2 separate regions of the Macaca mulatta genome follow, and region 1 is linked to region 2. A link is a contact called in public Hi-C data. All regions are on one chromosome and are shown on one strand. The core of a region is the stretch at or near the end of the contact, and the rest is flanking DNA. Distances in the headings are between cores, read along the strand shown. Region 1 overlaps ARID1B (AT-rich interaction domain 1B). Region 2 has its middle 95 kb from the start of ARID1B.

Region 1 (7,290 bases), core at 211-2,710, 350 kb before region 2:
AGAGGATATGGAATACGAGAGTACCTCCTTGTATGCAACTCACTCCTTCTTATGAAACACGTAAATAATATGAAATTTAACTTAATTGAAACTGTAACTGGCAAATGTCATCAGTTAACAACAATGATCAAGGTTAGAAATGTCCCTGCTAACAATTATTTTTATAAAATCTGTCTGTATACAGATCACACACACAGAAATTGCTACATGAAAATTTCTATGCATATTCACACGTGTGGTAATTACTACAAGGCATAAAAACAAACAGAAGAATGTTAATATTTAGAACTCTTCAAGGCCAGTTCTCTTAACCATCTCAAAATACTTTTGGATTCTGTCTCTACATCAACACCGAAAACTTTAAACTACATTGTTATAATGGATCATCAATTAAATTTGCAGAATTCCAAAATTAAGTTGCTTTGAGTCTGATAAAAATACACACATAACAAGTTATAAGTTATCTGCATAAGAAGTATCAACAAGAGAATAAACAGCTAGAATTTACGGTCAAACAAATTCTATAGTCCACAGAGTGAGAAAAAAGTGTAAAAAGCAAAGCGGCCATCGCTGATTGCTACTAGTAGGATAAAATTCATGTCTTGGTTAATCTACTATAGTTTTATGTGTTGTTTAGCTTACTTGAAAAAGTCGTCAAATGCCCCTAGATTGCAGACTGCAACATTCTACCTAAAACACCTACAAGTGACCAAGAGACCACCCAGTGATCCCAAAGTCTCCAAGGCAGAGACAGGATGAAAAATATCCCGACAAGACTCTTTAGCATTTAATTAAGAACAGGAAAGCACACGCAGGAGATGAAACTTTACAAGCCTAGGCGTTTCTCGGCTTAAAAAAAAAAAAATGCTGTGAGTTGGTTTTCCCAGCAAGTAAGGTTGATGAGCATGCACTTGGCTCCAAGATGCAGCTATTACACAAATACAATCCAAGTGCCTGGCTAAGCCGCCCAGCCTCGGTGCGTCGGGCAACAGCCAATGGCGGCGGTGTGCCAGCCTCGTCTCGCCCACCTCCCGCTGGCCCCGCCCCTCCACCTCGCCCCCTTCCGCGGCCCCGCCCCGCCACCCCGTCGCCCCGCCCGGTTCTCGGCGGCCTGGGCTCGCGGCACGGCCCTTCCTGTATAGTTCCTGGCTTTTCCACCGTTAGCTGCTCGTTTCAATTACGCGAACGAGTTCCAACTCATCCAGCCCTTAAGTTTGGGTGGTGGTTTTGAGAGGGGGAAAGCGATGCACCACAGGAAGCAGGGGAAAAATAAAACCTTAAGCGCTGGGCGCGCCACGCGGGACGCCGCGGTTAGGGGCGCGCAGCGAGGTAGGGGGGCGACGGCGCAGAGGAAACGCTCGGTGCCTGCGTGAGTCTGGCCGCGCCGGCTCATGTGAACGGGGAGCTGTGTCAGCATAAACTTTAGAAAACACGCTGTGCGTGAGGCCGCCGCCTCCAGGAGGAGCCTACGGGCGCGCGGGGCGGACGGTGCTTGCAGGCGGCAGCCGTGCGCGTCCGGAGGGGAATGTGGCTGCGGCCGGCGCCTCCCTCCGCGGAGGCCCACAAAGGCCCGTCTGTGCGCGGCGCGGCCCGGGGAGCGCCGCGGCGCCGTCTGAGGAGCCCGGGCCTGTCCGGTCAGGCTGGGGACGCGGTTGTTTTCGTCCCCCTGTCCCCGCCCCCACGAGCCTACGTGAGGGGTAGGGAGGGCGGTGCCGGAACCCCCGCCCGAGGCGGGCCGGGGCGAGAGGAGCGAGCCGGGCCTGCCAGCAGAGGCCGCCGGGCTGCTGTGTGGCTCGGTTCTCGCCGCCCTCATCCTCGCCCGGCGCCTCTGCGGCAGGGTTAATTCCGCCCACAGCCTGGTGGTCCCACGCCCCGGGGGATTCCGGGATCCGTGGAATCACTGGTTCTCCCTTCGGAGGTGTCCGGCTTCGTCCGTGGGCGCGGGCGAGTCTCCCCGCTGCACCGCGGGGCCGGCGCGTGAAGAAAACAAAAGAAACCAAGGCGAGCTGTGGACGCGCAGTGAGGACCGGAAAGCGCGGCCTGAGAGCCGGCGGCCTGGAAGCGGCCCTGCGTCCTTCACACCCTCTCTGTAAAATTCCCTCTCTCAAGCCAGGCTCTGGCCACGAGTGAAAGCGCAGCTGAGGAGGGAAGGACGCCGCCGCCGCGCAGGCATCCGGGCGGGGACGGGTGGGCGGGAGATTCCGGGCCGCTGTTTCAGGGCGAGCGCTGAAAGTTTCCGTGTCCCGAATCTCTAATTTCTTTATCAAGTTCTGCAAAGAAGCAACATTCCTTCGGCCATTAAGATTATAAGAATGTATCGTTTTTAGCCACAAGTTCCAGGTTACTTTTTGGAAGAAAAGGACTCAAGTAGATAGGGAAAGAAACCACGTACAGCATAAACTCACGTTACCACTCCTTAAAAAAACATTATTATTGAGTTATGACCAAGAGTTATATAAAGAGAGAAGTGACAAGTCTTTGGTGAGGAAAAAGCCATGGAAAAAAAATTGGAGAAGCAAAAATAATTTTGAGGAAATTACAGTTTGAAACCACCACCATTTAATATTTTGACTCGGGATCTGAGTAGGAGAAATGGCCAAGCTAGGCTTCTCTGTTGTTTATGTGATGCCATCTCATTCAGTTCTACCTACTATTTATAGCTCCAACAGCATCAGAAAGAAAAACATGCCTAGTGGCTAGAGAAGAATTAAAACACAACCCCTTATAAAAAAGTTAAAGTTTGGGTTAATTTTTTTAAAAATTTCAGATTATATATTTTTAGGTTCCAATTTACAGTTGTGTGGTTATATATCATTGCAATAAACGATCTGCCCATGGACTGGTTTTCGGTTTTGAGACATGTTTAAATTATATCCCTTACAGAGTGCTCAATTGCATGGGGGCAAATGACTAACATAAAATGACTACAAGGTTAAAAAGCAAGAATAAAGAACTACATCCATTTTAGGTCAGTTCTTCATCAGAGAAGGAATGTTAAAAATTTATTTCCATCCAATTCATTTTCTAAGTATTAATTTTCCTAAATAAAACATTTCCTTAACGGCAAATTTGCTTGTTATGTCTATTCCCTCCTTCCTGAAATGACTTTCTTCTGACAGTTTTGTCTTTTGTTACTTCTTCCTCCTCCAAATTGTGCCAATTTGTTTCACTTTTTATTCATCTTTGCTAAAAGAGAAAGGCAGGAGGCGAAAAAACCCTGAAGGACTTGAGATTTTCAGATGGTTCTAATTCTAGAAACATAATGGCTGCATAAGAAGGGGAAGACAGGAGTCATCCAGATACACCCAGATTTTCTCTTGGCTTGGTGGGCTGAATGAATGGCATGGTTGTGTCCTCAGCAATTTGACATGCTTGTGGTATATCCGTGGAGGTGACCCACTGGCAGTAGGAAATATGCATCATGGTACAAGTTGCAGGAGACTAAAGAACATGGATTCGCAATTAGATGACAGTTGTGAGTGTGGATGACAGAGTTTTATCATAAAAAGTCATCGCAAAGGATGAGATGAGAATAGATAGAGCCTAAAAAAGAACCTTCAGGAGTACCAACATTTAATGGACAAGTTCTTCCCTCCTTCCTTGATGAAAGCAAAAGCCATCAGGCTAGAAATTTTACAATTTCAGAACTGCTTTTTCCTCCAAATCTAGAGAGAAATAGGAAGTGAGACATGGACTCAGGTAACACTATGCAGAACTGAATTTAACTCCTCCAAGCAGTGGCTTTGGAGAAGTCAGGCAAGTTTCTTAGCATCTCTGGGCTTCAGCTTCTTCATGTATATAATGACAGCCTGCTCTGATGGTTGTTATGAGAATGAAATCAGCACTTACCAGATGCTGGCTATGAACATCATCTGACCATTCCTGAAATACAGACTAGCCTCCATTCCCATTACCAATGCCTTGAGACTTGCATCTCTCCTCCTAAGCCTAGAATACTGTGAAACTGGCTCTTTCCAACCCATTCTCCCTCACAGTGCCCCCAGTGTCCTCTTCAGATAACAGATTTGAATATGTCATTCTACTTAACATCCCTCAGACCATAAGAACTGGGTCTAGACATCTTACCTCAGGATAAAGGGCTTTGGAGAATCTGTTCCTAATCTGCCATGTGATATCACCCCCTACCCTCAACTCATTAATGGAACATGAAGCACCCTGTCATGATGAATGTGCTGAACCTACTGTATTTTTTTTTCAGCCCTTTATTCATACAGATCACTTTCCCTGTACGTTTGCCCTTTGAGGTCATGCTTCCAAGTCTTCCCTGACGTCCCATGGTTGGAATGTACTGCACTTTATGTACTACTGCATTGGACTGATAGAATTTTACTGTTTTATATGTAATCGCATACATGTCTATTTTCCTTTTAACCTCTATGAAGGCAAGGTCCATCCATTGTGAATTTATGTATATTTTCCCACCTGAAGAATCCATAGAAAAGTTTGCTACAGATTAATTTAGCTACTAAATTTAAGCAGAAATGAAAGATGTGCTGGAAACCAGAAATTCTCATAGGCCAGAAATCCAAAACTTCAGATTAGTAAACAAGAGTAAGGTTGAGACCTGAAAGTTATCTTTCTCACATGTAGATCAGTAATAATTTTTGACAATCTCTAGGAAGCAGAGGTTTATCATAATAAGGAAGTAGTTATGCCAGGCATGGTGGCTCATGCCTGTAATCCCAGCACTTTGGGAGGCCAAGGCAGGAGGATCATGAGGTCAGGAGTTTGAGACCTGCCTCACCAATATGGTGAAACTCTGTCTCTACTAAAAATACAAAAATTAGCTGGGTGTGGTGGCGCACGCCTGTAGTCCCAGCTGCTGGGAGGCTGAGGCAGAACAATCGCTTGAACCTGGGAGGCGGAGGCTGCAGTGAGCCGAGGTTGCACCACTGCACTCCAGCCTGGATGACAGAGCGAGACTCCATCTCAAAAGAAAAAAAAAGGAAGCAGTTATTTTTAAAATGTACTACTTTTTGTTTAGACATTCTTGCCCTAAACAGCCAGTTTCCATTTTATTATTTTACTTTTAGAGACAGGGTCTTGCTCTGTTGCCCAGGCTGGAGTGCCATGGCACGATCGTGACTCACTGCAGCCTCAATCTCCTGGGCTCAAGCGATCCTCCCACCTTAGCCCCTCTAGTAACTGGGACTACGAGCACATGACACCATGCCTGGCTAATTTTTTTTTTTTTTTTTTGTAGAGATGGGGTCTTACTATGTTGCCCAGGCTGGTCTCCAACTCCTGGGCTCAAGCAATCCTTCTGCCTCAGCTTCCCAAAGTGCTGGGATTTCAGGCATGAACCACACCGCACCCAGCCCAGTTTCCATTTTAGAGATGTTTAGGCTCTAGACATTTGCACCACAGCAGAAGAAGCTGGAGCTATGCTGACTTTCAATTTCAAAGCAGATTCTGGGAAGCTATGACATTCTACATATGAGGCCTTCTTTACTCATGGATTGTCCTAACTACAGGTTTGTTTTCAGATGAATGCAGTCTGGTCTCAGGAAAGACCCCCAAAGAAGTTAAAAAGCAATTACCTAGAGGAATATGAGTTTTTATTTTTGAATTTCAACTAGTACTGCTCATTTGTTACTACTGATGAATTCCTAAAGAAAAATAATCCCTTTGGGAACAAGGTAATAAGTAAACACATATTTTATAAAATCTAACAGTCATTTAATAGCCAAAACAAACATATTTTATAAAATCTAATAGTCATCTATTAGCCAAAACAAAGAAAGAACATCTTCCCGTGGTCCCCAGTAGATGTTTTACTGATTGGAAGTATTATAGCTCAGTGAGTATGAATTATGTCCCAATCTGCCCTTTCCAAAACTCTCCCTAATCAACAATGTGGCTTTAAAATTTACCAGAATTGTTGATGGATTACCAGAGGTTTATACACTGGGCAGTGACATTTGAAATAAGGGCAATCCACCACTATAACAGGTCCACAAGGAAGGGCTACTCGCTGGGGCGAAGAAGTTGTGTTTGGTGTAGGTTTGTCTACAGCAACCCTGTCCAACAGAAATATAATCCAACTACATATGTAATTTATCATTTCCTAGCAGCCACATTAAGAAAAGGGAAACAGGTGGATTTTGATAACATGTTTTATTTGACCCAACATACCCCAAATTTTATCATTTCAACCTTTAAGCAATACAAAATTAATGAAATACAGTAAGTCTTCACTTAAAAACATCCATAGGTTCCTTGGAAACCATGACTTTAAGTAACATGCCCTATGAGGAAACCAATTTTTCTATAGGCCAATTGATATAAGAAATAAGACTCAAAATACTTACAATATTAAACATCGAAACAAATGTGAGCTATACACACATTTAAGAAAGATTAGTAAAAATAAGTAATATCATTATTTAACCAAGTATTCCACTTTGTAAAGTTTGGGGTGCACATGGGCGGGACCCACTCTGGCCAGAATGCCACTCCATTGCAGGGCCACTCACACCCACAATCACTCACAATGGGACCGCACAGCCATGCCAGGTCCCATAACGGGCACATCTTCGGGATGTAAGAGGAAGCTCCACACAGTGGCCCCAGCTGGGAATTGATATTTTTTTTTTCTCCTCAAAGTTATAAGGAAACAACACTGAACAAAACAATATTATTCAAGGACTTGCTGTATTTTACTTTGTTTTTAATGCCATGTCTTCAAAATCTGATGTATATCTTTTACTTGCAGCAGATCTCACTTTGTAAAGTAGCCACAATTCAAGTGCTCAACAACCACACTGGACAAATCTAGATATTTGGGGTGGGGGTGGCAATGGTGGCACCCATTTGCAATTGAGTACTGATGTTTAAAATTATATTGAGGGGGCTCTTTTTTAAAAAAACTGAAGACATAATTGCATATCAATGTATCAGTGATTACATTGTTGATATGAAAATACAGCACAAAGCATTAAAAGGGGAAATAATGATTAATGCTGAAATGTTTCTAATAGTGCAAAAATAGCAGCCAATAGTCATTTGACGGACACTGTTTACAAGCCAGGCTGGCTCAGGTACTGTACTTAAACTAGGCAAATGTCTTTGAGATAAAAGAACCACTTCTACCAACCCTTCTCCTGAGCAAACTGAAAAACATTTCCATTTGTGAGAAGATATCTCCCTACAGCTATATCAAGAGGCTCTGAATTGGTCTAATTTTTGCTGTCTTGAAGGCAATGAAGATGCAGGATTCACATCACAGCTTTGTCTTTCTTTCAGATGGTGGGGGGATGTATGTAGCAG
Region 2 (7,488 bases), core at 1,147-3,646:
TCTGTTTATTTTATTGGCCAGAGGCTGTCACATGGTACCTGTAACTTCAGAGGGCCGAGGAAGTACACTTTTATTATCTGAAAGGGAGAGGAGGAATTTTTGCAGACAGCTCTAATGACCACCACAGTGGTAGAGGAAGGATCCGAGAGGAAAGGCATTTTCTGAAGTCTATGCTCTTCACTCCTATGAGAGCTTCCACCCATGGAGCCCTGAGCACCTCGTGGGGTCCAAGCACTAAGAGTTTTACAGATATCGTTTCTGGTCTTCACAACCACTTGTTAGGTAGATGCTAATATTCCCTTCATTTCGAGATCAGGTTACTGAGGCCCAGACAGGTCTTGAAGTAGCTTGACCGAGATGGTACAGGGAGTAACAAATAGCACGTGTGCAGGCCTCTGATTAGTGTGACTCGGGAGGCTCTCTTCTTTTCTTTGCCTTGAGGATTTCCAGTGCCACAGACATCATTTCAGTTTCACAACAGAAAACTTACAAACATTTTCACAAGATTAAAACTTTGCTTAATCTTGTGTTCATTTATTTATTGTTTTATTAATTGCTCATTGTAAAAATTCAGGTAATACTTACAGGCATGAAGGAGAAAGTGAAAAATCACTAACAATCAAAACATCAAGAGAGAGCCGCTGCTAACATTTAAGTATGCCCCTCCAGATCTGATCATCTGTAACTTGTTTCTTCACATAACAATCGATTGTGAACATCCTTCCAAGAAATACACTGCAGTTTTAATGACTGCATAATATTCTGTTGAGTGACTGTGCTACAGTTTATTTAAAATTCCTTGATGATCCACATTTATCTTGTTTTCAATCTCTCCCTATTGTCTTGTTAATTCTGAATTCCAGCTCTTTCTTAACAGTGATGTCTAAAATCTCCTGTGTCTCTTATGCTTTCACTGATGAGAAACATTATTATGGTCAAAGATCTTTAATGAAAACACTAGTTCCTCTTTGTTACCTCTTTTCTTTCTCCCTCTTACATAAAGACCCCCCACAAATGGTACTAAATGTTTTGTTCTGGGAGTTTCAGGCCAGGGATTTTCCTTGACATTTCTTTTTTGTTTCATGTAATTTTTCTGAAATTCCCCTATAAACTGTCCTGTTCTTCTTTTTACTTTTGTTTTTGTATATCCACATTCCTTATTTTATTATATATTTGCACGGCCATATTCCGGAACCACTGAACAGCATGTTTTGTGCTTTTCCTGGCTGTTACCTGTGTTGCAAGGTATTCAGTGGCTTCCTGACTTCCTTTGCTATGCCCCCTGAGTAACCTCCTATGCAGATTTACCACTTGCCTACTCATTGTATGTTCCCTGCTTTGCTCATGCTGTTCCCTCAACCTGGAGTGGCCTTTATTGTCATCTGCAGACCAACTAGAGTTGGTGTTCAGAATCCAGCTCAAATGCCTGGCCTTTCACAAAGCACCGTCTGACCCTTTAACTGTTCTTTCCTCTATGCTTGGTAGTATTTTACTATTACCTCCAATATATGCTCATTTAGGAGGCATCTATTGGGCACCTATGGTGTGCCCTGGAGGGCTGGGGCAGATACAAACACCGATTAGCCTTGGTATCCACCCTCTAGGAGCCCAGGGAAATAGGAAGACAGAACTGGAACCCAGTGTAGTTCGGGCTGAAATGGAGGTCAGCAGAGACGCCAAGGGAATGACACGGCCACTCCAGCTCTCTCCGGCTTTTCTTTAAGGCATCTTTTCCCTTAGTAAAAGTCAAGATCCTGAGGGAGAAGTAATCCTTTTTAATTCACCTTTTCGGGACTTTGTGGCAGCGCTTAACGCGCCTTATGCTAATGGCACACGTCGGGGGGCTCCCGGGAGAGGACGGGTGGGCGGATCCCAGGCGCAGGTCCAGTCCCATTACCCACATTTCCCGGAGCCCAGTCTACTTTTCACATCTTTCATTCCCCCTGAAATAGATGCTCATTAGCCTCCAGATTTAGAATAGGCGCAATGACTATTTCACGAAAGCCTGGAAAATATGACTTTTCCAGAAATGGCTTAAGTCGGTCATAGATCTTCAGGCTCCTGGCAACTGCGGGACGGGTGTGTGCCCTAATTGCATCCATTTCCTCCTAGGCCTGATTGGGAAACTTGCACCGGCATCGCAAGCCCCGCTCTGCGGCCTCCAGGAGCGAGTGAGGGACGCGGGAGAGGGGCTTTTCTTCGGGGCGCGCGTCCCCCAGCCGCCGGCTTCTCCAGCTCCTCGCCGGGCCGCGCTGCCGCCCAAACTCCGCGGCGCCGCCCGCTCCGCGCCCGGCTCCGGCCCAGGTTTTGCTGCCCGCCCGCCGCCGCGCTCGCCGAGCCGGAGGCTGGCGCCGCGGAGGCCGCCGCGGCCGGGGCGTGGGGGCCGCACCGCGCACGCGCGCCCGCGGCGTCTGAAGCTCCCTGCGCCCCGACTCCGCGCGGCCGGAATCCTCTTGCCGCCGCCCCGCCCGGAGCCGCCCGGGACCCGGACCCCGCGCGCCCCGCGCCGGGCGGGGACTATTTTCTCTGCCCGTGTCCTCTCCTCTCCCCACGCCGGGGAGGAACATTCCTGGCTCTCCCCGCCCGGCTGCGTCTGTTCCCGCTCCTCCCCCGCCGCGTGTTTTCCGCCCCAGTAAAGATCGTGCCACACAAATAAGCCTCGAATGCCCTTTGCCGAGCGGGCGGGAGGGCAGCGAGCGCAGAGCCCGAGCGGGCCATTTTCAGGGCGCGTCTCCGGAGCCGCTAAAAGTCTTGTTTTCTCCCAAAAGTGGAAGGTGGGAGGGGGAGCGGGCGTGGGGCCGCTTCCAACTGCTACACACGCTCGAATAGTTGTCAGTAAAATCAAACTGACGTCAGCCCCGGGGAAAAAGATAGGTCTCTTTTGTTCTCATGTTCTCCCCCCGCCCCTTGTGATCAAAGGCAAAAAACATTTTTTTGGAGGTGGGGGGAAGACAAAAAGGGGGAAAAAATTGCAATGCAGAGAGATAGCTTCCATTAGAGCGCCTGCCCGGGCGATGGGAATGTTTAATGAATGCATCAAGCCTTTTGATCACCCTCGCTCGGTTGGGTTCAGTAGTGCCGGAAGGTTAGTTGCATCTCCTGTGGCTGATCTGAAATTCGATCAGCAGAGGGGGCAAAGAAAAGAAAGGCATTTTAATGGGAATCAATAGAGGATCATAGGTCTTGGAAGGAAATACGTGTTGATTAAAAATGCCACAAGATTAAAAAATGTCCACGACTTTTTTAAAAAGAGAAAAAGGAAAAAACAGGAGAGAAAGGAGAGAGAGAGAGAGGAGAGAGGAGAGGGGGAGGAGGAGGGGAAAAAAACCCTTAGCAATCTATTTTCTCTGTGTGTTGCTGCCAGAGAGGCAGTCAGCAGACCAACAGTTTGTGTAATGCTTCAAGCTACAGCGGGCAAATTTAAAGCTGTATGCTCAGAACAACATAATAAATACTTATTGAAAATGCATTTCTATTTCTAAGCGGGGTTCACTCATGCATTATACAAAGCACCTAGGGCTGCAGTAGCGAGACGCAAGGGGACAAATAAGGTGTACTGTGGCTCAAGTTCTTTAAACTCTCCAGCTTTTAAGTTGACAGCAAGAACATAGACACTTAAAAAAATGTGTAAAAAACTAAACTAATAGCTTGAAAGATACCACGGACTTAAATTGTCTGAAACTTAAAGTTGTAATTTTAAAAAAATTTGATAACTGAGGTTGAGGAGAAGGGTAGCAAGGGGAGTTAGTGGTAGATAGCATATTGATTGGGTTACAGAGTGGAAAATTATTGCCCTGTAGGTAGAGAAAGTGATCAACAGTGTGATAAAAACGGTGGAGGGTTTTATGACTATCCATCTACTACAGTGGGAAAGGGAAAAAGGTTTTTAAACCCATTCTTTGACAGAAAAACACAAATATACACCCTGTTGCATAGCCTTTTAGAAAGAAATCAATTTACATTTTTACATTTTTGCATGTTAAAGAAAGTTTCTACATTATTGTGGCGGTGGAGCCTTCCTTTCAATAGCCTTTTAGGGGCTCCTCCAGAGCTCCTGCATTCTAGTCCTATCCTTTACTCATCTTCCTTATTTTTACCTTTTCTTTCAATCTCTTTGAAGGACATAAAAAGTGTCAAAGAGGTTTCTCAGGGCAATTTCCATTGGGTGTTCCTAATATTTAATTTCAGTAGTTCGGATAAAGGAGGATCTGTTATAATAGAGGTTTCCTTGTTGAGCCACGAATTATCTTACCTCAATGTTTTTGGTCTCTACTAGATTATAAAATCCTTGAAGGCAGAGGACATATCTCCTCTATCATTTATATTTCCAACAATGCCCCTTAGAACAAAACCTTGCACCTGGGAAATAGTAGAGAGAGCTCATTGAACACTTCGGGTTAATAGCGGCAGATGGCCCATTGGATTTCAGAGAGGAAAAGTCATTGCTGGGTAACCTCAGAGAAGTGACTCAGCTTCTCTGAGCTTCAGGTTCCTCTTCTGTAACGTTTGAATGTTTATATCTACCTAACAGGACTCACTTTTGTGAATGAAATGTTTGTAAAGCACACTGTGTAGTGTGTAATATCTGCACATATATACACATATATATCTAAATATATATACATATATAACGTATCTAAATATATATATAACTTTTATGTTCTATTTATCATATATCTATTTATTTATTTTATTAATTTATTTTTTGAGATGGAGTCTCATTCTGTCGCCCAGGCTGGAGTGCAGAGGTGTGATCTCCGCTCACTGCAAGATCTGCCTCCCCCTCACACCATTCTCCTGCCTCAGCCTCCTGAGTAGCTGGGATTACAGGCGACCACCACCACGCCCGGCTAATTTTTTGTGTTTTCAGTAGAGACGGGGTTTCACCGTGTTAGCCAGGCTTGTCTGAAACTCCTGACCTCACGTGATCCACCCGCCTTGGCCTCCCAAAGTGCTGGGATTACAGGTGTGAGCCACCGTGCCCAGCCATTATCTATCTATCTATCTATCTATCTATCTATCTATCTATCTACCTACCTACCTACCTACCTACCTATCTTGTTCCTTCTTCTAAGATTTCTCCCACCCAGAAGCCCTGACTCCTTTATTCACACTCTTGTGTAGTCCCCTCCTTGAATCAGGACTGTAGCTGGATTGATGCTTTATGACATTCAAGGCTAGATTGTAAGAATCTTGCTGCTTCTACTTGGGACTCTTGGAATGCTCACTCTTGGGACATTCCCTACCAGGACCCAGCTGCAATCTTCAGGAATCAGGGATCTCGTGTAGGTGAGATCAAGTGGGCAGGTTGATAGTGTGCAATGAACTCCCAGCCAACAGATAACATCAACTGCCAGCCAAGTGAATAGGCCATTTTGGATGGCCAGGCCTGTGGAAACTTCTGGTGACTCCAGCCCCAGCTGTTGTCTGACTGCAATTGTGTGAAAGACTCCAAGCAAGAACTGCCCAGCTGTGCTTAGTCAGCCCGTAGAACCATAAGAGATAATATATAAAGCGTGCAAATAAAAAAACAATTTTACAGTAGGTACTAAATCTGCATGTTGAATAAACGGAAGTGAAATAAACTAGCTGCTGGGCAATCTCATCCTTACCCCTTCCCTCCTGCCCCTGTTATTCTTTGTCATCCCCAGTGGCATGCCAGACCTTATTCCTGAGGCTGTTAAACTAGCTGTGACTACATTAAAATGGAATTTGGTAAGCCTTTTCCTCAGGAGGCTTGGAGTCCAACTGGGCAAGAAGAAACTTTTCTCAAAAGGGGAAGCCATTCTTGCACTGCTAGGTCCTGGCATAGGATAATGATTGTTAAACTATCTATTGTTAAATGAAAACATTATTTATTTTCTGTAACATGCCGATTGGAGGGAGGAAAAGTTATCTAGGGTTTGAGCTGGCCTTTGCTTATAGGGTTTTTTTTTTTTTTTTTTTTTTTTTTCAGTTTCTTTCTGATGTAGTTCTACCTTTCCTGGGATTTTCAAAATCTTAGAATTCAGAAGAACAAATTTCTACTGGTTTAGAAGCCACCAAAATGAGAAGATATAGTATCTTACTTTATTAATTTTGATATTTATGCACTAGCTAATTACTTGGAAGATCCATCTTCTTGTTCGTAATACAGTCAGTGCGATTTGGCCCTTGATCAAGTGTAAACACTGATTTTCATGTGGAAGGGCTCGAGCTTGGGCTGCATCTGCCGTGCACTTCATTTGCTAGGGCTACGGTGGTCACCAGAGATTTTTCTTTCATCACAGGTGATTCTACACAAGAATGATTCGAGGAAAAGGGAGGTGTGGGCAGGAAACCAATTGGGGTTCACAAATAAACAAAGTGCAACTCATTTTTTTTTAATTTTTGAAAGAAGTTCTAGAAATTACTGACTTGTTTTAAAAATTGAATAAATAAGCTGGGCACGGTGGCTCATGCCTGTAATCCCAACACTTTGGGAGGCCAAGGTGGGTGGTTTGCTTGAGTCCAGGAGTTTGAGACCAGCCTGGCCAACATGGTGAAACCCTGTCTTTAATAAAAATACAAAAAAATTAGCTGGGCATGGTGGCACATGCCTATAATCCCAGCTACTTTGGTGGCTGAGGCACAAGAATTGCTTGAACCCAGGAGGCAGAGGTTGCAGTGAGCCGAGATAGTGCCATTGCACTCCGGCCTAGGCAACAGAGTGAAACTTCATCTAAAAAAAAAAAAAAATTATACCTGTAAAGAAAAAAACCTCAAATCTCAACAATAAGAATTTAAAGGCAGAGATGGACATGGAGAAGAGAAAGGTGGGTGCTGTGAGTGTGGAGAGAAGAGGGATAAGTGGCTTGGTGGATCCCAGGTTGAGTCTGTGTCACCTGGGTATTTACTTGAATTAGGGGTGTAGAGATTCTGGGAATATCTTGAGTTGCATGTTTTTGTGTTTTTTCTTACTTTTACAGTAAAATGTTTACATAGGTAAAACACAAAGCCTTTTTTGATTTTGTCAATATGGCTATACATACACGTAATAAGCCCAGTAAAAAATATTTTTCATGAGCAAATGGGTCAGCTACTCTACATAACTCTTCATAGGACTTTCAAAGATTACATTCTGAATGCAATATTTACAACAACCTTCCAGAACAGAAATTGCATTCCGGAATGCACCAGTTGAGAAGTCTAATATCTTCTGATGAGCTACTGGCTAAAGTTGCATTCCAGCCTCTTGCTGCTATGTCTTGGTTTGTATCATCTCCATGGTGGCTTTTAATACTTCATTCCAATTGGATTGATTGGGTCCCCAGATCCATCTTTGGCTTTGAGCCTATCTCCTGCAATTGACCCGTCTTCAAGAAGCTTGATCCATGTGTTCCATTCATGTAATTCTTCATTCATTCCTTCAACAAACATGGATTATCTGTCTACTATGGGCCAAACACTGTACTAGGGGCCATGGATACATTGAGGAACAAGTCACCATTGTAGCCTTCCAACAGCTTC

Evidence for each region. A called contact is a pair of places that touch in the nucleus more often than the background predicts.
Region 1: a Hi-C map of liver shows a contact between it and region 2, with 3 times the contacts expected there. The contact joins two enhancer-like sites. A contact is called at or near these places in 3 of 14 Hi-C or Micro-C datasets (fetal cortex germinal zone, fetal cortical plate and liver).

Annotation. Positions count from the first base shown.
Region 1 is chr4:75,867,526-75,874,815 of T2T-MMU8v2.0, reverse strand. The region is part of intron 4 of ARID1B (AT-rich interaction domain 1B); the gene reads right to left. Among named protein-coding and RNA genes, the nearest start is that of ARID1B, 250 kb to the right of the region's middle. Within about 2 kb of position 1,460, at least 23 of the 40 cell types and tissues checked have an H3K27ac peak or open chromatin away from gene starts, as enhancers often do. A contact at or near this core is called in liver, where this site is marked.
Region 2 is chr4:75,520,214-75,527,701 of T2T-MMU8v2.0, reverse strand. No RefSeq gene overlaps it. Among named protein-coding and RNA genes, the nearest start is that of ARID1B, 95 kb to the left of the region's middle. Within about 2 kb of position 2,396, at least 37 of the 40 cell types and tissues checked have an H3K27ac peak or open chromatin away from gene starts, as enhancers often do. A contact at or near this core is called in liver, where this site is marked.